2 separate regions of the Mus musculus genome follow, and region 2 is linked to region 1. Evidence: chromatin contacts called from public HiChIP or PLAC-seq data. All regions are on one chromosome and are shown on one strand. Each heading gives the region's core, a stretch centred on a gene start, on an enhancer-like site or on the middle of the called end of the contact. The rest is flanking DNA. Distances are from core to core; before and after follow the strand shown.

What was found. HiChIP or PLAC-seq counts read pairs in DNA pulled down with a chosen protein or histone mark.
Region 2: a FOXA1 HiChIP or PLAC-seq map of pancreatic cancer cells shows a contact between it and region 1. The contact joins two enhancer-like sites.

The regions. Positions count from the first base shown.
Region 1 is chr11:108,100,456-108,103,870 of GRCm38.p6, forward strand. All of the region lies in intron 3 of Prkca (protein kinase C, alpha), which reads right to left. Among named protein-coding and RNA genes, the nearest start is that of Gm51922, 10 kb to the right of the region's middle. Within about 2 kb of position 1,291, at least 50 of the 459 cell types and tissues checked have an H3K27ac peak or open chromatin away from gene starts, as enhancers often do. A contact at or near this core is called in pancreatic cancer cells, where this site is marked.
Region 2 is chr11:108,305,085-108,308,777 of GRCm38.p6, forward strand. The region is part of intron 2 of Prkca (protein kinase C, alpha); the gene reads right to left. Among named protein-coding and RNA genes, the nearest start is that of Prkca, 37 kb to the right of the region's middle. Within about 2 kb of position 2,252, at least 39 of the 459 cell types and tissues checked have an H3K27ac peak or open chromatin away from gene starts, as enhancers often do. A contact at or near this core is called in pancreatic cancer cells, where this site is marked.

The sequences.
Region 1 (3,415 bases), core at 41-2,540:
AAACTTGGGGCTGGCCTCCTGCCACCAGGCATGAGGTGGAGCAGAGGAGTGGAGGCCTGCAGGCAGGAGAGTGAAGGAAAACACATCCATTGAGTCTCACAAGAGAAAATTACAGCTCTGAGTTTTCCAAACTGTCCTGTACTAATTTGCCTTTTAAAATGTTGCTTTTCATCAAGCTCAATGGAACAACAAACAGCAAAGGCATGAAATAGAAAATGTTTGACAAGGCGCACAAGGAGAAGCACAGTAGCACTCATCAAGCCCAGAGAGATAAACGATAGACACTGCATCCACCACACTAACTGCGTGAACGCAAAAGAGGGCACACATGAAGGAGTGCGGCTGACAAGGTGTGAGACTTGGTTTCACCGACAGTTGAGCAAATGGAGTTGTGTGTCAACATGGGCCTGTCTCATGGCCAGAGGCAATCCATAATCAATCTATCAATCAATCAATCAATCTATGTACCTCACTATATCTGTCTCTGTCTCTCTCTCTGCATGGGAATACATACATTACTTTACACACAGGATCTCACTATGTACCCCAGTTGACCTGGAACTTGTTATGTAGATCTAGCTGGCCTCAAATTACAGAGATGCCCCTGCTTCTGATTCCTGAGTGTTGGGATTAAAGGCGTGCGCCACCTAGCATGAGAACTACCTCTGCAAGACATAAAGCTAACTTTCTGGGACTCTCCAGCTGTGATGCGTTTCTAGAGCTCTGTGCTACAAGTCCTTACAGTTGACACAACATGGGGCTTGGTGGCAATGGGCTTAGCTTGCTTTTTAATACATGTTTGCTCTGATATCACAGTGTTGAATTATTTCTTCTTAAAGGTTAGACCCACCCAAGTCTGAATCCTTGGCATCTTCAAAGGCGACCTGATTTGGAAACAGGGTCTTGGAAGATGCAATTAAGTTGATGATCTGGGATGAGCTCATTTAGAATTTAGGGTAGCTCTTAAATCCATCCAATGATGGCCTTATACCAGGAAGCAGAGTGCGATCAGAGCCACAGAGAGAGGCAGAGGGTGGAATAATCCACAACAAAGAACATAAAAGGCAGCTGCGGAGACCAGGGGAGAGCAGGGAATGGAAGGGCTAGCCAGCTAACACCCTGACTTTGAACTTCTGCCCACCAGACCTCTTTCTGTTGTTTCCTGTCACTAAATTGCAACTTGCTATGGCTGCCTTAGGAAACAAAGATCTTATCTCTCCAGGGAGAATGTTTACATAGTTTCTATTTTGGACCTTGGTTGAGGAATGTGGGTCTGTGAGTCACCTGTGGTTCGTGACTCCACCTGGTCTTTGCAGCTGTGCAAGTATAGCGAGTGCTGCACAGACGTCCCTGGAGAAGGACCAGGCACCACTTCCATTCATAACCGCCAGGAACTGGGAAAGCAGTCTCTTGTCTAATCATACGTGTGCCCAGATGACAATGCAGGCCTTGCACAGTCACAGAAAATTTCTGTGACTTCTGTGAGCATGCCATGTGATAACATGCTAAGCAAAGTGTCTTTCCTGGAGGGTCTGATGTCACCCTTGATTGGAGTCACTCAGATCTTTTTTTTTCTTTTTTTTTTTTTTTTTCCTGAGAAGGAATAAAGAGATTCTAGAAATGGTTTACCGAACTAAAAATAAAGAAGCCATCTGGAAGAGTAATCTACGGCTTTGTTCATTTGGCCGAGCCTCATCAACGGGGACCACCGAGAGCAGGTTAATGCAAGTTCAAGCTCCGTGCAGTCAGCAGAGCACTCCTTTCAAAAACCACGTGCCAGGATATAGCACCAAATGTAATGTGGTGACACGGCCAAGGTTGGTGATTCCAGCTCATCTTCAAACCACATCTGTGCCTATGTCCAAGGGGAATATACCACGGGTGGGAGGAAGAGACTCACAGTTTGCCGTTGTACCCAACCCTGGGAAATCACAAGCACAGGCAGAGTTCCTTCCACACCATCTCTGTCTGCCCAGACATCTGTCCTCCAAATACAGAGGCTATCTGGTCAGGCAGACCGAAGGGCAACACCGTTCAAGAAGTAGGGCTTTACTCTCCCAAATCTGAGAGTGAGGGAAAACAATATAGAGACTCTTGAGCATGGTATGCTGGCTCATACCCGCAATGTCTCAGCATCTGAGAGGCTGAAGCAGGAGACTGCCATGAGTTTGAGGCTAGCCTTGGACATACAGTGAGTTCCAGGCTAGTGTGAGCTATAAGAGAGACCGTCAAAAAAAGACAAACAAAACTTCCCTTTCTGATGACAAACTTGGTGTCTTCTAGGAGACACTCTTTCCTTATGGGGTAACAGGGACTCCTCTACACTGTAGCTTGAAGTGTCTACTCCTGTCTGCTAGCTAGTGAGGGACATGTGCCAGCCTTCTGTGCAGTCAGACGTAGCTGTGTTACTGGATTTGAGCAAATAGGCTGTGAACCCACAAAGGTGTTGTTCTTCTAACTTCAAATATGGAGAAGTGAATGGTTCTTCCCCATTACCAACTAGACATAGAGAATCCTGTTCTAACTATGCAGGCAGAAACAGCACCCTTGAAAGTGATGGCGTATCTATGGAGATACAGTCTGGGTTCCCAGATGTCTGCAGGAAGTATATGACACAGGATTGCCATGGCAGAGACAGCAAATCTCCCTCTAACCTTCCACTGCAAGCTGATATTTCTTTAGTGCAACAGCTAAGCCTTTATCCGTATGAAACCCTAGGGTCAGACACTAGAATTCTAGGCAAATACATCTTTATTAAGTGAACAGAACTGTTGTCCTTTGGTGGTGGATAGTTTAGAAACCAAACCACAATGTAACCACATGGTAGCCTGGATCCACAGCACACAGGGACTGGAACTGCTATTAATCACCCAGGACTGGCAACCTGTCAGGCTACCTTGCTCCAGCCCTGTCTGCTATGATCCATGATATGACCTGAAGCATGTCATAGCATCTCCTTCCAGGTACATGTTTAGAGACACAAGAAGAATTGAGAGACAAATCTGCAGGATGTCTGTTCATTTTCTACACTAGTGAATTAGTCCTCTGTAAACTTTGCTCAGAAAAGTCAGTCACCAAGTATCTACTGCAGGGCACTTTTACCAGGAAGGAGCTATTTAGGAAGTACCGGAAAGATGGCCGAACACCCAGTCTATTATAAACTGTGGCTTTGCAATACACCAAAGGGCTGATGGAATACATTTTTCTCTATATCTGCTCACAACAACAATAACCAAAACAATGGTGATAACAGTAAAGAGCTTATGCGTTGCATCTGTTAGCGCCCAGTGGTGGACCGAGCACTTTGAAGGCTTCATTCCTTTGACTTCCCACAAGGATTTCACAATCACCAGACGCACAGTGGTAGAAACTGTCCTACAGAATGGTGCTCACTCACAGGGATTTGAACCTGGGT
Region 2 (3,693 bases), core at 1,002-3,501, 210 kb after region 1:
GAGATGGCACACATCAACACTGCTCTGAAAATCATTAGAGCAGACTCAGGAGGAAACGGAGATGACTGCCCATCGGTCACACACACACACACAGGCCAGGCATGAATGACCACTTTCAGACCCGGCTTCCTAACAAGAAGTTCTAATTCGACCACACAACTTACACACACAGAACACAGAGCGAGATGGGAAAGTCTGAGAACTCTGGTGTGGGCGGTGAAGATGCTCCCAAGGATAGCAATCTCAAATCTGTGAGCTGGGTTTAAGCATTCTGAAATTCCGTGTAGCTTTATTATTTTCAAAGCAAGATGAGGCATAAGGGCTCCTAGGGAAATGCATCCACTCTGAGGCAGAAAGGAATTAAATTTACAGCATGAACTGAGAGACAGAGCAGGTCTCTTAGCCAGGCATCTGAGAGGCCTGTTCATACTCCAGGCTGGAGCACACTGCACTATGCCGCTCTTTGTTTCTTTCTTCTTCACTTTCTTAGGGCTGGGCTGGGGAGGGGGACTCATGTAGCCCAGGCTGGCCTCGAACTTACTGTATAGCAGAAGACCTTGGACTTCAGATCCTCTGCCCACTGCCTCCCAAGTACTGCTAGGATTACAGGGGTGTGCCACCGTGCCTATTGGGTATAAAGCAGAGTTATGACTTGGGAATTGAAGTTCCTGAAAGGAAGCTGGGCCTTGCCAAGGCTGACTGGTTGGTCAGAACTTCTATGCAGGTACACAGACTAATTGCAATTTATCTCAGGTTACCTTTTTTAACCCCATTAACAGCCATTGCCCAACTCTGTGCCTGACCTAACATCCTTGTGATTATCAGGTGAAACCTTTGGAGTCTATTGCCTTAGCAGACCACTGACCTCTGCCAACCAAAGGCTAAGAGTGCACAGAGAACATCGGAGGCACGAAGCAGAGCTTTCCCACGGGGATGCACCCTGCCTACCCAGCGTCCCCACTAATGTGTTCGAAAGGTCTTGATTTATGACTTTCTTCATTCTGTTACTATTAAAATGTCATAAAAATTTAACAGGCTAACAGGGCACTGGGAACGCACACCTTTAATCCCAGCACTCAGAAGGTAGAGGTGGGCAGATCTCTTGAGTTTGAGGCCAGCCTGGTCTACAGAGTGAGTTTCAGGACAGCCACGGCTACACAGAGAAACCCTGTCTAGAAAACACAAAAGCCAACCAAGCAAATGAACAGAAGTTACCAGGTTAGAACATGGAATTTCAAGGAACCTAAGTGCTCCATTTGGAACTCATTTGGGTCACGGCCACTCATACTTGGCTCCTTTACAGGGACAGCTCCGTTTGTTTGTTTGCTGTTTTTATTTGTTTGATTTTTAAAGAAGGAACTCAGTCCCGTCCCAACCAGTAGAACTATTATCCTCCAGGAAAACAGTATGACTTTGGTCTAAACAAGGCCAAGTTCTGACACTTGGTAGTTGTCAGTTACTCAGCCTTGGTTCCCTCGTCTGAGATGGGGACATGAACACTGAGCTCGCGGGTAAGCTAAGTGGTGTGGTGACATACTAAGACCATCTCTGTAAGAAAGATTAAGCTTTGGGCCAGTGAGATGGCTCAGCAGCTTAAAGACACCTACTTGCCAACGAGCCTGATGCTCTGATCCCTGGAAACCACACAGTAGAAGAACTGACTTCCAGAAGCTGTCCTCTGACCGACAGACACACACACACACACACACACACACGTTAATCAAATAAATGTGAAAAAATACTAAAATATTAAAGCTACTGTGTACATGGTAATTGTACAAAGCCCCTCAGAGACTGCCGTGGTGATGAGTGACACCCCGATGAGTGATGCCCCAGAGAAGCAGCATCAGGGAAGAGGAGGCTGACTAGGAAATTTCCATCCATCAGTGTTGTTCCTCGGCAATGAGAGCCCAAGACAAGTATTTATTGAGCGGTTTCTGCAAGGGGACATAATTAGTCAGTGGCTCTTAGCCTTTCCTGAGTCACAGCACTCCCTAAGAAATACCAAAGGTGCCTCTGCCCAGAAAATGCCATTGAGAAATTAACAGAAAGAAAATAAAATCGGGGCATTATAGGGCCCCAAGAAACCCACCCTGAAACACCTGCTCAAGGCACGCCATGCCGGATATTATAAGGCTATTGATTTTGAAACGAAACTCAAGGTCACCTGGTCAGATATGACTCAGATGTGCAAACAGCAAGCTCTTCTTGGCTGTCCCTTATCTCGGTGGACAGCAGTTCCATCCGCCCTGCTGCTCCTGACGGAACCTAGGTGTCACCCTGGACATGCACCTCCCTCTCCCTCAGTCACCTCCATATTAGTTCTTCACTGAGTCAGGTCCACTCTTCAGACCCAGCCTCTCACATCCGTCTTCCTCTGTCCAGGCTGCCCTCATGCGGACAGGAGTGATTTGTTAGCACCTGATTGTCGGACTCACAGACACAGCAAGAGCCTCTAATGGGCTCTTGCACAAGCAGTGGCATAAGCCAGAAACTCCTTCCCTTTGGGCACTGCTTCAAAAGCAATACAAACAAGCGACTTTCCCTGCTAGAAGGAAGTTACAGCATTCTACAGTTGATGGCGAGGAGAGGTGTGGTCCTGGAATGGCTGAGAAGTTACAGACATGAGATGCTGAGGACAAGCCTGGCAGGGAAGAGGTGAGAAGCCAGAACTGCCTCCAAAGCCCCCCCTGCATCTGTCGGTCACTTCAGAGGGCTGGGTGTACAACAGATGTAGCCAGTATTCAGGATGGAAAACATAATATTCACTCCCTCCCTTCCTCACCTCTAATTTTTAAAAATTATTAAGAGTATGAAAAAAAAAAAAAAAGATGGGCTAGGGAGATGGCTCCGTGGGTAAAGCGATTTCCAGCATGAAGACCTGAGCTGGAATCCCCAGCACATACACATACGTAAAAGCCAGTGAAAAATAAGCATACTATGTTTGAACCTCATTGCTGAGAGACAGGTGAGTGGGTACTGAGGACTCACTGATCAGCCAGTGGAGACCATGTGATGAGCTTCAGGTTCAGTAAGAGACCCTGTTTCAAAAACTCTAGGTGGAGAGCAACAGAGAAAGACACCGGGCATTGACCTCTGACCTCCACAGGCACACACGCATGCACATATGTGCGTGCAACAGACACAAACACTAAAAAGGGATAGGGAAAAACATCTTCGCTATTCCCAATAATGAAAATTATCTTTCAGCATCGTCCCATGTTTATATTGTTAAAGATTAAAATACTTACAAGGAGTGACAACACAGAGCAGAAAGACGAGCGCAAAAATAAATAAATAAATAAATAAATAGACAGAAAGTCACCTCTAATGACAGCAAACAGAAGGATAGCAATCAATATAGGGTAAAAGCTACTTTCGACATCTTCCTACAGTGTGCAGAGGTGGCCAAATAGGTAAACAGGGATACTTTTATGAAAACAGTATCTCCCATGGTTTCATTTGTTAACATATCTAGTTTATTTACTATATTAACATATCTGATATATTAATGTATTAGACATGAATATTCTTGACTCTGGTGAACCAAAACTAACAAACTTTTTAAGATTGAGAGTATTCAACAAACATGACGAACTGGGGGGGGGGGTGTAAAAAGCCCATTAGGTCTTAGCCTTACCCAAAGAGCCACGGAGAGCTGAATAGAGCTGGGAACGGGAGAGTGGCCCTCCC